Linked DNA regions of Mus musculus: region 2 is linked to region 1. Evidence: chromatin contacts called from public HiChIP or PLAC-seq data. All regions are on one chromosome and are shown on one strand. Each heading gives the region's core, a stretch centred on a gene start, on an enhancer-like site or on the middle of the called end of the contact. The rest is flanking DNA. Distances are from core to core; before and after follow the strand shown. Region 1 overlaps Itga9 (integrin alpha 9). Region 2 overlaps Itga9 (integrin alpha 9).

Region 1 (7,210 bases), core at 2,550-5,049:
GTGCCCAGCACCCACATAAAAAGATGGGCGTGTACAAGTTGGTGTACACTTGTAACCCTAATGCAGGGGAGGTACAGACAGGAAGATCCGGAGGGTTTGATCTAGGCAAAATGGCAAAGGGCAGGTTCACTGAGAAATCTTGTCTCGGAAACAAAGGTCAGGGATGAGAAAGGAAGATACACTGGCTTCTATAGGCACATGTGTGGGTGAGCACTACCCCATACACACACACACACACACACACACACACACACACACACACACCATAGTCCCCAAGCCCCCACCACAAAAGCACAATACACACCCATCAAAGAGATAAATGAAAAATTGGTAGCTAGGAAATAAGGGCATGAAGTGAGAGTGTTTGTAAGTTTATGACCACGCACAGTGACTGTCAGGGACGGAGACCTCGGTCATGGTGTGTCTGAGTTTGAAGTATGACTATAAGCTGACATCTAGGAGTGGATGCTATTCTCTGGCAGCAACTGCAGGAGCCTACTTTAATGAATGAATTGGAAAAGCAGCTTCCTGCTTCCTGTTGCAGTAGCTGGGAGCAGTTGGGAAATTCAAACCACACTGAGAGGTGGGCAGAGGCAGAGGAGGGTGCAGGGATTAGAAACAGGCCCTGCAGAAGCCTAGCCTCTCCTTTCCACAGACTGGGCTGCTCCAAGCTGCAGAGGGAAAATAGCAGGCTGTTTGGGGGTTTCCCCATCATTTTTTGGAAGTCCTGCTTCCTTCTGTTCCACACCACATTAAGTGGAGGGACTGGCCAGAGTAGAAATCTGTGGCTCTCTGGCATTCACCACAGTGGCTTAACTTTTACTACTTAAAAAGTTGCCACTACAAGCTGATTTTTTTTTCCTTTTTCTTCTCCTTTGAGGCAAGGTCGCATCTACCCCAGACTGGCTCAAAGTTTTTATGCAATCAAAGATGAGTCCTGATCATTTTGCTGCCGCCCCAGAGTGCTGGGATCACCGGCGTGCACCATCTCTCAAGGCTACAAACAGAAACCTCTTGGGTTGACTATATATTAATCCTCCTCCGCGGAGAGGCCAGAGGCAACCTTTTCCTGCCGAGGGCATCAGGACTACTTTGAAAACTGAAGGCACACTTAGGGAGGACACCCAGGCTGGTGGCAGAGCCGGCCGCAGCTGGGGTATTTAATAGGGAATGTAACACATGGTCCATTTGAAATTTATTGGGTGCTTACTTTATGCCAGGCATTGTGCCGGGCAGGAGACAGACATGAAAGACCCGGAGGGAACGAACAGTTCCGGAGGGAAAAGCCAAGCCACGACAATGTCCTACTCCATGCACTAGGGTAGAGGTGACTTTGAGGACACAAAGGACGATCACGTCTTATTCTTAAAGGCCTGGAAGGCTTCCCAGGAGAGGTTCTCGTGGGTTGAGCTGTAAGACAGAAGGACTTGTGCCAGACAACGGGTGAAGGCTCAGCTGGTACAGCTGGTACAGCAGTGCACAGGAAGCTTAGAGGTGCTAGTGACCATATAGATCCAAAGACAGAAAAGTCAGGCTCATGGGCAGGGGCAGGGTGGCTCATGCAACAATCAGATCCCTGGTGTCCCTGATTAAGGCTGAGTGAACCCCACGCTAAGCGCTAGGGAGCACAGGGTTCACATGATCCTTCAGGCTGTGTCTGGAAAGCTTTGCTAGCTGTAGCACAACGGTATTGGTGGCAGAAGGGTTGGAAAGAGGCTGGGAAGGTTTAAACAAAAGATCTCTTTTGGGATAGCCCCCGTTTCAGTTGTTCGGGACCCACAAGAAGACCAAGCTACACGTCTGCTACTTATGTGTGGGAGGCCTAGGTCCGGCCTGTATATGTTCTTTGGTTGTTGGTTCAGACTTTGAGAGCCCGAGGGTCCAGGTTAGTTTATTCTGCTGGTCTTCCTGTGGAGTTCCTATCCCCTTCAGTGCCTGCAATCCTTCCTCCTATTCTTCCATAAGAGTCCCCAAGCTTCATCCACTGTGTGGCTATGGGTGACTGCATCTGTCTGAGTCAGCTGCTGGGTGAAGCCTCTCAGAGAATGAACAACTGGAATGGGGGCTATCCCAGCAGCTGTTCTTGAGCAGGATATGTTCTTGTAGCTGGGCTGCCTTGTCTGGCCTCAGTAGGAGACGAAGCACCTAGCCTTGAAGTGCCAGGGTGGGGGGATACCCAGAGAGGCTCCCACCTGCTCAGAGGAGGAGGGGAGGGTAGAGGGGGAAGGATTGTGGGAAGGGGTGACGGGGAGGGGGGCAGTGAGTGGGATGTAAAGTGAAAAGGGAAAAAATTAAATTAAAATTTAAAATAAGAATTGAAAAATAAATGAAAAGTTCAGCATGGGTGGGCTGGAGCCAGGACCCAACCATGGGCCAGAGGCAGGAACACCTCTCCGGGCCTAAAGAAGACACGCGTTACCGTTTGGGAGGAGTTGAGGGTGACTTAGTCCCACTTCTCACTGAAGGGCCCTAAGCAGGCTGGGCTTGATCACTGTGGCACCAGCTGGCTAGCCATGTGACTTGGAAATCTACCCCATAGCTGCTTTTCCCCTCTGGAAAAAGAAAAAAAAAAAAAAAAAGTAACTGACAGTTTTTCCTTTCCTTGGCTCACAGTGGCAAATTAAATAAAAACAGGAAGGGCTGGCCTCACTTTAAATTTGCAGAATACACAGAAGTGAATTCAGCAAATGAGCAGCTATCATTAAGTTAGAGTATCGCTTTGGGGGAAAGTCCACTAAGTGGGTTTTTGTTGTTGTTTTGTTTTTGAAACCTCAATGTTCTTTTTTCTTTTGTAAATGTGATTTTTCTGCCCCCGCCCCCCCTTCTATCCTGAATCCTCTCTCACGTGTTCTCTGGGGCCAACCCTCTCCACTTCTGCCTGTGTTGGCCTCACAGACATCCCCACAAGCCGGGAATGGCATCCCGTGCTTCTACTTACAAACCAGCTGGGTTGCATAATGACACTTTCCTCAACCCACAGAGACTGGGCAGCTCCTGGTGACGTCACAGCCAGCCTAGTGGGCATGAGAATGCTTGTGGCGATCACACAGTGGCCAAGTTGCCTATTAACTGCTCTCTCAGAAGACATCCTCCTCCACGGGATGCTATCAGAACAGCAGCTAAAATGTTGCAGGCTATTTTAAAATTCTCGTAAACTGGGAGGTTGGTTTAAAAGGACACAAAAGGTTTTTCCACGTCTAGGAATAGTAAATACTATTTAGTATTTCCTCCCACTGACAACTGGAAAAGTTAGACACACATAGACATATGCTGGTGTGTGTGTGTGCATGAGATAGAGTGAGAGAGAGAGAGAGAGAGAGAGAGAGAGAGAGTCTCTATTTACCCCCAACACTGGTTTAAAATTATGAGGGAACCATGAAAGGGTCAGCACTTCATAGCCTGGAGCCCCCAGAGAGGAAGAGAACACACAGAGTACCACGCCATTTACTGGCTCTTTCACCTTCACATGTATCCAGACTTGTAGCCATGTGGAACGAGGATCTGCGAGCTGAGCTTCTGCCAGGAATTTGGGATGCTCAGAGGCAGCCAGGATGAGGACCCAGGGGCCCAAAGAGAGAGAGGAGCAAAGAGAGGAGTGTGAACCCAAGGCTTCACTCACCCTCTAGGTAGCTGGAAATCCCCACAGCAGAAGCAGAAGAGCTTGAGAATGAGAGATCAATCAAGGGCAGGAGTTAGGCTGCTGGGATACCAGCTCTTGGCCAGCGGTAAAGCAGACACAGCAGGAGAGAGGACCTGTGACCCCGGCAAGTCAACAAGAATGAATGGAAAGCTCAGGGAGGAGCCCCAGAGGCACACAGGACACAGTGAGAGGGGTGACATCTATAGTTATCCAGTATGCCTAGCATGATAGTGTGCTCACGCTGCATCACACACAAACAGTAAGCGGCAGGCAGCTCGTGCTAGTTTGTAAAGCATCTCTGATGTAAAGAAAGTTTGTAAAACTTCCTTTACCAGCGCTAGTTGATTGAAGCTTGGGGTTCAGGGAGTAGATGCAGAAACTGGATGAGGGGTGACTGAACAACACAGAATTCGTTCTGGGATAATGAAAGTATTCCAAGATTGATTGTGGGAATAGCTGTAGAACTACCAATACATCAAAACTAAATCACACACATACGCGAGTACAAGCACACATATGTGTGCACACACATGCACACGCATACATGCACACACTCTGTGACAGCTAATTTTACTTGTCAACTTGGGTGGATTTAGAATTACCTAGAAACATACCTCCGCCATGTCTATGAGAGTAGCCTGAGAGAGGTTTATCTCTAAGGGATAAGAGGGAGGGAAGATTCACCCTGAATGTGAGTGGCACCATCCCACAGGCGGGGGCTCTAGACTTCATCACAAAGAGAAGACAAATCCAGAGTCAGCATTCATCTCTTCCTGTTCCTACTCCAGTGAGAGGAGGAGGAGGAGGAGGAGGAGGAGGAGGAGGAGGAAGAAGAGGAGGAGGAAGAAGAGGAAGAGGAGGAGGAGAATTCTGGCCACAGGCACCTTTGACTGCAGAGCTGCCTGGCTCTACCTTTTCTGCCACCATGGACTATATTGTCCCAGCCATAAGACAAAGCAACGCTACCCCCACCCCCCCCAGGAGCTGCTTCTTGTCAGGTATTTGGTTGCAGCATTGAGAAAACTCTCTGCCTTACTGTTCTATCACTGTGACAAAACACCACGGCCAGGGCAACTTACAAAAGAAACTGTTTAACTGGGCTTATGGTGACAGTTCACGAAGCAAAGATATGGGAACAGGAAAAGCAGAGAGCTCACATCTTGATCCTCAAGTAGGAGACAGAGAGGATCCTGGGAACGGACGAGTCTTAGGAGTCTCTTGAAATGTCAAAGCCCATGCATACTGACTCGTCTCCTCCATTAAGGCAACCCCACCCTCCCGATCCTTCCAAAACAGTTCCACCATTGGGAGCTTACCATTCAAATGGCTGAGACTGAGGGGGGCCATGTGATTCAAGCTGCCACAGTCTCTGGGACGTGCTTTAAATGAGCAAATTGTGCAGCATTATGAATTATGTCTCAATAAATCTGCTACCAAACCTTTTAATGGGAAAAAATGCCAACATACTCCTGCCCTGCTGCTAAGCCAATCTTTATCAGGACACCTGCGCAGAGCCAACTCTACTCCCTGTTCTATGAGAAAAGAAATGGAAGCCACGTGTGCTTTTGATTGCAGTCCTATAAATTAGAAGACAAACAGGCAAAATTAAAGAAACTAAGGAGGAAATTCTATAAATAATTTTAAACAGAACGTGATGAAAAGCACCTCTGACTGTGACAGTCTCCCCAGACTCCATTTACCTTGCAAAGACACAAAGCTTTATCTCTGGAAGGATTGAGTTACAAACATCAACCAGGATCCTGAAAATGGCTGAATTCAAAGGACCACAGGACTCTTGTCCCTCAGTCTTAGTGAAAGCCACCTACCCTCTTTGTGCAGTCCATCACACTAACAGACAGATTTTTGGTCTGATAGGTGGGAGAGTCCTTCAGCACATACCAGTGCTCAGTAAGGACAAGGATGTACCAATTCGCATATTTGCATAAATAGCTCTACTCACAGATGAAAACCACAAACTCTACTGATGAAACCAACAAGTTGTGGGGGGTGTCTGAGGATCTGTTTGTGTTGTGGTGCCCTGCCCCCACCTACTCACGTGTTTTGGGAGTGGGCTCCAGGCTGGTGGTGCCTGTTTGGGGAGGGGCTCTCTGGAGGAAGTGGAGATGGGCCTTGAAGTTGATAAGCTTCAAATCCCTACACCTCTGGTACAACATAACCTGCTACTTCACAGTCCTAAGGCCAGGCCTTCCCTGCTAGGATGCACTGTATCCTCAAAACACAAGCCAAGATGAAACCTTCCTCCTGTGACTGCTTATCACACATTTGGTGACAGAAAGGAGAAAAGTCAGTAATAGTTTGATTCTACGTTGGAGTTTATAGAGAGGGAGGGGTGGTGTGTGTGCGTGAGCATGTTCACATGCACGAACACACACACACACACACACACACACACACACACACACAGACAGACAAAGGAACAACAGGTAATCCTTGGAAAGGAGCCGCTCTGGAAAGGAAACTAAAGTTTGCAAGGAGCCCAAGCTGGAGAGAACCCCAGCTCCATCTCTCGTAGAATTTGACCCAGGTCAGCTTGCTTCCTCTCTCTGAGCCTGTCCTGTATATAAAGTAGATGGAGAGAATCGACTTTGCATGACTTTATGAGGAGGAGACTCAGCTGGGTCTGGTAGCACAGCCTTGTAATCCCAGCTATTTAGGAAGCTGAGACAGGAGGATTGAAATTTCAAAGCCAGCCTGGGAAACTCATTAAGACAGTGTTTGGGAGTTTCAAAAAGGGGTCAGGAGATAAAGCATGCAGCAGGATACTAACATGACAGGCGCAAAACCCTAGGCAGGTTCCATCTCCAGGATTGGAAAAATAAATAAAGATGGGGGTGGGGGGAGGAGAGTGAGAGAGGGAGAGGGGGAAGGGGAGGGGGAGGAAAGACAGGCAGACAGACAGACAGACAGACACTGACTATGTGTGGAGGAGCTTGAGATCCTGGCATGAGCAACAGTGAACAGCAGCACCATGAGGATCCCTTGAGAAGAGCCTTGCAGAGCAAAGCCACACGACAAAGGTAAGGGAGAGACAGACACACAGGGAAAGAGGTCTCTCAGTCCACAGCAGTGAAGACTGTCTGTCCATCACAGGTGCTTGCAATAAGCACTAAGACAACAATCGCACAGACAGTCAGCGTGACTGGCAGAGGGTGAGAGAGTGAACTCTGTACAGAGCTGTGTACCCCAGCCACATTCTAGATTACATCTGCATGCAACTGACCTCACTACCTATGCCTTTGAATAACCCCCTCACGGGCATGGGAATGGCTGAACATTAGTGGGTGTCACGCTTGTGACTATGTTACATTATATGACAAAGGCACAGGAGGCTCACAGATATAATTAAAGTCCTGCATCAGTTAGACTGAGTTAAATGGTGATCTGGGTAGACCTACTCAGGTGGTTTCCCACACAGTCTCTTGCAGACCTCGAAGTTGTCATGGCCACCATTCAATTCGCCCACAACCACAGAGTCTGGAGGATAGCCCTGGGCTTCCAACTGCCCCAAACCTTAACTGCAGCCTGGTGATACTTAAGGTCAAACGAGGC
Region 2 (7,210 bases), core at 3,508-6,007, 69 kb before region 1:
AGTATGTGTGTGTGTCTGAATATGTGTGTATGAGTATATGTGTATTGTGTTTGAATGTGTGTGTGTATGTGTACTGCATTTGAGTGTGTTATGTATGTATATGAGTGTGTGTCTGAATGTGTTTGTATGTATGTGTATTGTGTTTGAGCATGTGTTTGTATGTATGTGTCTGAATGTGTGTGAGTATTGTGTGTATTGTGTTTGAGTGTGTATAGGTATATGTGTGTATTGTATTTGAGTGTGTGTATGTGTGTGTTAGTGTGTGTATGTGTATAAGTGTGTGTCTGAATGTGTATGTATTGTGTTTGAGTCTGTGTTTGTATGTGTGTGTTTGAGTGTGATGAGTATTGTATGTTTGAGTGTGTGTATGAGTATATATATATGTGCTTGAGTATGTGTGAGTGTGAGTGTATGTATGCATGAGTGTGTGAGTGTGAGTGTGTGTGTGTGAATGTGAGCTATAAGAGGGTGTCAGATCCACAGAAGCCTGACCTACAGACAGTTGTACATTGACCAGCCTGGGTGCTGGGAACCAAGATCAAGTCCTCAACAAGAGTAGCATACTCTGGTAACTACTGAGCCATCTCTCCATCCCTATAGCTAGAATGTAAATGAATATGCTGTTTTGAGTGCCCATCCACACCTGCCTGAACTTCATCAAAGTCTGTCTGTCTGTCTGTACTCACTGACCTAATGGTGCTTCCTTTATTGGTGCACAGGTGAGGCTAGCTATTTGATACCTTGATGCTGCTTCAATTCAAGTGTAGGTTGTGGCTCAAGGAGGTAGTTCATAAACCCACAGGCTAGTTCAGGCACTCACAGCTATACACACTCCTAAGGGGAGTTACCACCCCGGCCCCTTTCCCTTCGCTGTCTGTCCACCTGGCTTCTGGGACAGTTCTCTTTTCTAGGTACACTATTTGAGTGCCTCTGCCAACTAGCTTCACCAAGTCCCCAGTCTGTAGGTGGCTTTCCCTTCTCTGTGAAACATGTATCCCCCAAATCAGATGACCTAGCCTGACAAACCTCAGAGAATGTCTGTCTGATTTGGAAAACATGGTCAAGCAGGAACTGGCCAGTTAATTCTATGATCTTGAACTAGAGTGTTACCTCATCAGGCCTGCCTGTCCTCAGTTGTAGACATCCCCGTGACGAGCTGATCCTCAGACCTCCCAGGCTTGGTTAGAAGTGGTGACCAGGGACAGCAGTTCTAACTGGATTTCATCTAAGCTTGAGTAGGTTTATGATCACCCAGAAGACACCTCTGGGCCTGACTGTGAGGGTACTACCACTGTCCAGGCATCTGTCTTCACTCCCAGCTCTCTGATCACTGGACCACTTAGCTGTGAGCAAGCACCTGCCCACTGCTGTGAGTTCCCAGGCCCGGTGGACTGTATCCCCTTTATCCATGAGCCAACACAAATCCTTCCTCCCTTGAGCTTTCTTCTTTGGTCACAGTAGTGAGCAGGACCTAATGAGCATCCACAGAGACTGATCCCTATAGTGCTTTGGGGAATTTATCACTGTGTAGCCATTTCCAAATCCTCTACATCCCAGGGACACCCAAGTCATGTCCTTTCCCCATCCCATAATGATTTTTATTTTTGGAAAAATAAAGTCTGTTTAAGTCTTTTTACCTCTGAGCAGTCACGATGAAGCTGAGAATTTCCTCTTCCCCAGACAGGTGGCTTGTATCAAAGATGACACTGAATTCATACTAGGGAGAAAGAAAGAAAGCACATTTGGCACCCACAAGCATTCTATACTTTTTAAACTAAATTTTCTAGAATGGTTTGCAGTTTATAACCTCTGGAAGCTCATCTGCATAGCAAGGGTTACTTTTTAATGTATATCTGATTTTCGGGTGGCAGGGGGCTGCCTCAGCAGAACTCCCTCCGCCCCAGGGAGATGCACATCACCCCTTCCAGCCACAGGAAGTCTTAGAGCAAGCAGCACATTGAAGCTGCAAAGCCGGGAGCCTCTGACTCGACTCCACCACCTTCCCAGCTTTTACGTTTCTCAGCAGCCATGATGTTCAAGATAGTCTTCAATCCCAGCAAATGCTGAAAGATTGCGAATTGCATCTCAATTATTTGGTTTCCACTCAAATTCTAGGCAAGTGCATGCTTTCCTGAGACGTCGAATTCCGTGAAACTGAATGCTACTTGAGAGCAGTGGGCACAGACCCTTAAATCAAACCATTATCTATGTTGGGCGCAGGCACCCCGTTCCGAGGCAGAAATCTCTGCTGCAGAGGAACTTGGTTTATGAGGAATGAAAGGGTCAAGGGTCTTGTCCCAGATGAGTTAAGTCAACCACCCTAAAGACTGAAGTGAGAGGAGGGCCCAGGTCACTGCCAATCAGAGTGAGAGCTGGAAGTGAGCGACAGAAGCCCACTGCCAATCAGAGTGAAAGCTGGAAGTGAGCGACAGAAGCCCACTGCCAATCAGAGTGAGACTGAAGTGTAGTCCCGCGGGCAGAGCAGGTCCTGGCACCTGATAACCCCAGAGTCTGAGGACAGGAGAGTGTGAGGGGGCCACAGGTAGGGGAGCTCAGCCCTTGTAACGGTGCTAGGTTTTCTACCTCCTCCCCATCCCCTCACCTCTGAGTTAATATTGCTTATGGTCTTGACATCTGTACGTGGAATTTAAAAAAATAATATAATATGATTATTTATGCTTATGGCCTCTGCAGCAGAAACAGGAAATCAATATTCTGATAGTCATTATTCTATTGACTTTATGACATTTGCAGAGTTGATACATGTTGGTGAGACTCACTTTCCACTGGGAGAGACAACTACATGCACTTTTGGTTTGATTTGTCACATGGATTAGATTTTTACAGCAGAGTAGCATGTTCAAGAAAGGCCATGGGCTTTTCAATGAAGTCTCTTTTCTGTTACTCGGAAAATGTACATGAAGTGGTGTGAGTGTGTGCAAATGTGTGTGAGTGTGCATGTGTGCATATGTGTGTGCATATGTGAGTGTACATAGGTGTGTGCATATTTGTGTATGCATGTGTATATGCGTGTGCATATGTGTGAGCGTGTGCATATTTCTGTGTGTATATTCAAGTGTGTGCATATGTGACTCTGTGTGTGTGTGTATGTGTGTGTAGCAATAAGTGGCCAATGGGAAGAACCAGGGGTACTCTGGTCTAGGAAGCACCCATCTTGGCCAAGGGCCTTACCTTAGACTTTGACCTCATGAAAGGAAATCCCACACTGCACTTGAGGAAGTCTGATTCCAGCAGCTCACAGGAAATGCCCATCTCCTCCTGAAACGGAAAATGTCAACAGATGGTGGGACTGTGTGGAGGATGGAGGCATGGGAGGGCCTCGTCCCCAGCTGTGGTGGGCTGGAGCTCTGAGACCAAGTCTCCACTCTTCTCTGCCTGCCCACTTTCCCAGGGTTCCCCGAGACAGCTTCAGAGGACAGAACTAGAGATGATTTTAAACTAATGATTGAGGTCTTAACCATCGTTGTTAACTTCTCTGGATTTGGACTCACACAGGAGAGTATACCCTATTGAATGTGTAGTCTCTGAGGAGACTTGGGCCATGGGACCTGGATGAACATTCCTTCTTTCACTCTTTCTTCCCCGACCCTCTGCACTTAGGAAAGGGTTTTGTAACTGGGCCTCATGTATTCTAAGCAAAGAAGACTGGGTTGCTAGGATGGTTCAGTGGGTAAAGGCACTTGCTGCCAAGCCTGACAACCAAGAGTTTAATCCCTAGGACCCACCTGGTGGAATGAGAGAGCTGACTGCTACAGGCTGTCCTCTGACATTCACATGTGTACCATGCCATGTGTGCATGTACACATACACACATACACATACACTTTTAAAAGGTGGAAGTGCAGGGCATCATATGTTAAGAAAACTCCCACTCAGTAGCCGTTTGCCCAGTATGCAAATGTTTTATTCATCATGTTATTATTTTTTACTTAAAAAAGATTTATTTATTTTGCTCCTTTATGTGTACATATATTTTACCTACATGTATGTGTGTGCACTGTGTGCATGCCTGGTACCCTTAAAGGCTAGAAAAGGACATTGGATATCTTGGAATTGGAGTTACAGATGGTTGAGAGCTGCCATGTGGGTACTGGGAATTGAACTCTGGTCCCCTGAATGAGTAGCAAGTGCTCTTAACCCCTGAGCCATCTCCGTGGCCCCAGCGGTGCTGTTTTAAAGAGGCTAATCACACCAGCAAGCCTTTAGCTTGGTATCTTTGAAAGTCATAATAAAAATACTGAATGATTTTAAATGCGGCATAAAGCCCAGATATTTTCACTAGCTTCTTACTTATTTTGCAAGCAGAGTCCCAACAAAATCTTTTGAAAATATTTTGACTATGAGATCTTGGACTGGACTTGAGGCCGACTGACTAATTTCTCCCAGCCTCACTGTTCCTGAGCTAGCAAGGGAAGCTGACAAGGTTCCTCTCTGGAGATCACAGGGAATTGTGATCCAATTGAAATTTCTTAACAGTACACATTATGCTCGAGATAGGAAACCATCAGTTAACATTAAACAAGCAAACAACGACAAGACCACAACACAACGACAGGAAGCATTGTATTGTGCGCGCACGCACACACACTCTCAGTGCCTGGCACTCAAGAGCTCTTGACTTTGCATTTATTGAGTGAGCAGGCTTGGCTCGTGGAAGCCTCGTGTGAGGGGACTGCAAACAGCAGCTCCTTTTGCTGGCCTGCCTGGCATGAGGGACGCTTGCCTTGAAGAAGCCGTCTTTTCCAGACATACCTTGGCTGCCCTAGTTCTGGGCACACAGCCAGCAGAGCCAGGGTCCAGACTCTGTAACAACGTGGGGGTGTTTGGAAGCTCAGACAATGAAGCCAGTGAGCCTCTCTGGCCTTTTGGCCTCCTTCCTCTCATTCACAGGAGGGTTTGATTTTAGACTTCGAGAAGGGTCTTACGCAGCCACCAACGTAGCAGTCTTTGGAGACAGAATGTCTTCGAGTTGCGAGGTGGGGTTACTCTAAGAGTCAGATTGAATTTGGAGTTTTGACTTTGCATTTTCTAGTTTCAACATGTGTTTGTCAAACTGAAAACGACCCTCAGGTCTCCATGTCTGGCTATCGGTTTGATGTTCCTCTGAGATCCGTTTCTTAGCATCCTCTGGTGGGGGTTCTTTTTGGAGGTGTTTCATCCCAAACTTCTTAAGTAACAGAGGAGCCAGAGGCAAGCAAAGCCCCTAGCAACCTGGCTCAACAGAAAGAGGCGTTACTCCTGGAGAAGACACCAGCAGCTCTCTTCAGTGACAAGTCAGCTGAGAGACTTGTTGCTCAGCTGACTTGTCAGCACCTGACAGCACCTGACAAATTTCTGTTGGTGAAACACGTGGGCCGGCTGCAGCTTAGAAAGGAACGTGTTTTGGCCTTCACCGGTAGGCTTTGACTGTTGGTTCAGATTTGCAATGGCTATGTGTGTTGTCATGTAAATAAACTATCCTTTCTGGAAGCCTGCATTTTATCACCTGTCTAATGAAGTCACAGCACCTGCCTGAGATGACCCTCCCCTCCCCCATGTCCCAACCAAAGCTGAAGGATGTGGGTAGGTTTCACAGGTGAGCTCTGCTCAGCAATGGCTCACCAACATGCCAGGCAGTGTATAAACTCCATTGTCTCATGATTCCCTCTTACTTCTCCACTTGTGAGAAGGAACCTGGAGTGCAAAGGTGTTCTATCAGGTGCTGGAGGGCTGAGTGGGCATATGGATGCCAAATGTCCGAGCTCAGACCTGCTTCTCTGCACCATCTCTTTAAATGTAAATTCCCGTATCCTGATACAACCCCAGCCCCATGGATCTAGTACAGGGCACAGCAAGGGTATGAGGGAGACTTCTCACTTGAACATTTGGCGGTGAGACTTAGGCTCTGACATATGTCACAGGTAATACACACATGGTGTCTTATCTTCCGCCGTTGCCTAATGCTGTCTTTGCATTCGTCAAAGCATTCATTAATTCATCCACTCATGCATTCATTCACAAACTCCCTCACTGTTCTTCCAGCAAATGCCTATAAACACCAAGCATGGAACAGAGGGCCCTATGAAGGCTGAGAGGGGATGTCAGCCTTTAAGGGAGCAGCATTAACACTTTTTAATGTAGAAGGAAACAATCTAGGCTCTACCTAGATTGATCAATGAGGAGACCAAGCGTGGAGTTTCCATGGAACAGGATAGCATTCAACCTTGAGAAAATGCTGACGCATATCACAGCATAGGTGTTTGCTTGAAATTCAAAATTCAAAGGTGCAGTGAAAGGAACCAGCCATGCAGCCAATGTCACACATGTTGCTCCATTTATGTGAGATGTGCAGAACAGGTAAACACGAGGGGGGGATGCATTAGCGTCTGCTTCTTGCTGGGAAGAGATGCAGGGTGAAAGGTGGGGTGCACAAGCCGTGGGATTCGTCTCAAATGGAGGCTCTGAACTGACTGCGTTCACCTCTCCCACTTCACTGTGGCCTCTGAGCATCTCCCCTTCCTTCTGCTTAACAGCGGTCAGAGGCGATGAGCCTGAACATCTGCCACTGAGTTCTAACCAGGAGCGGACTCTTCCGGGAGGACTAGCTGTGCACAGGCCCTGCCTGAGGACCTGATGAAGACATTAAGTGCATGCTGGTCCCACCAAGCCCCAGGCTCTGGTGGAGAGCTGAGACTCACCAGACGGTAGTACCTCTCTAATCTATATGAGGCTACAGGGAAGATGATGATGGTAATGGTCCCCAGAGAGCTTTGTTAACTCCATTAAACCAAAGCAGGCAGCCTGGGTGTGCATTGGCAGAAAGCTCCCTGCATGGTCCTTATGGGCTCTCAAGTTAAGACCCTTGGAAAGCTACACAATGTTAAGGACCTCCAATGGACCTCAGGCCCTCTTCTCTAGTGCAGGATTCTTGTTTCCTCAAGAAGGGTCTCACTGTGTAGCCAAGGCTAGACCTGAACTCAAACTCCTCCTGCCTCTGCCTCCTGAATCTCTAGATTTCATCACACACACTCAACCCAAGAGTTTTTAGGAAGACTCCTGGGTGTGAGTGTAGTCTATGGAAAGAACCATCCATGAGACTCCTGCTCTCCAGGCTATCTCCTGCTCTCCAGCAACTATCAACTTGAAGGTTATTACATATGCTACCCAGTAGAAGAGGAACACTGGAACCTTTGCTGGCAGGTAGCTATGG

The links. HiChIP or PLAC-seq counts read pairs in DNA pulled down with a chosen protein or histone mark.
Region 2: a contact with region 1 is called in an H3K27ac HiChIP or PLAC-seq map of heart atrium, with 6 read pairs. The contact joins two enhancer-like sites. A contact is called at or near these places in 4 of 484 Hi-C or Micro-C datasets (bone marrow-derived macrophages, cranial neural crest, double positive thymocytes and 1 more), 1 of 115 datasets of contacts at active chromatin or transcription factors (heart atrium) and 2 of 9 other capture datasets (adipose tissue and pancreatic islet).

What each region holds. Positions count from the first base shown.
Region 1 is chr9:118,758,695-118,765,904 of GRCm38.p6, reverse strand. The region is part of intron 15 of Itga9 (integrin alpha 9); the gene reads right to left. Among named protein-coding and RNA genes, the nearest start is that of Gm39454, 89 kb to the left of the region's middle. Within about 2 kb of position 3,799, at least 34 of the 459 cell types and tissues checked have an H3K27ac peak or open chromatin away from gene starts, as enhancers often do. A contact at or near this core is called in adipose tissue and heart atrium, where this site is marked.
Region 2 is chr9:118,828,803-118,836,012 of GRCm38.p6, reverse strand. It overlaps Itga9 (integrin alpha 9), which reads right to left. Exons shown (of 28, transcript NM_133721.2): 19 at 3,193-3,279; 20 at 1,638-1,717. Among named protein-coding and RNA genes, the nearest start is that of Gm39454, 19 kb to the left of the region's middle. Within about 2 kb of position 4,757, at least 35 of the 459 cell types and tissues checked have an H3K27ac peak or open chromatin away from gene starts, as enhancers often do. A contact at or near this core is called in adipose tissue and heart atrium, where this site is marked.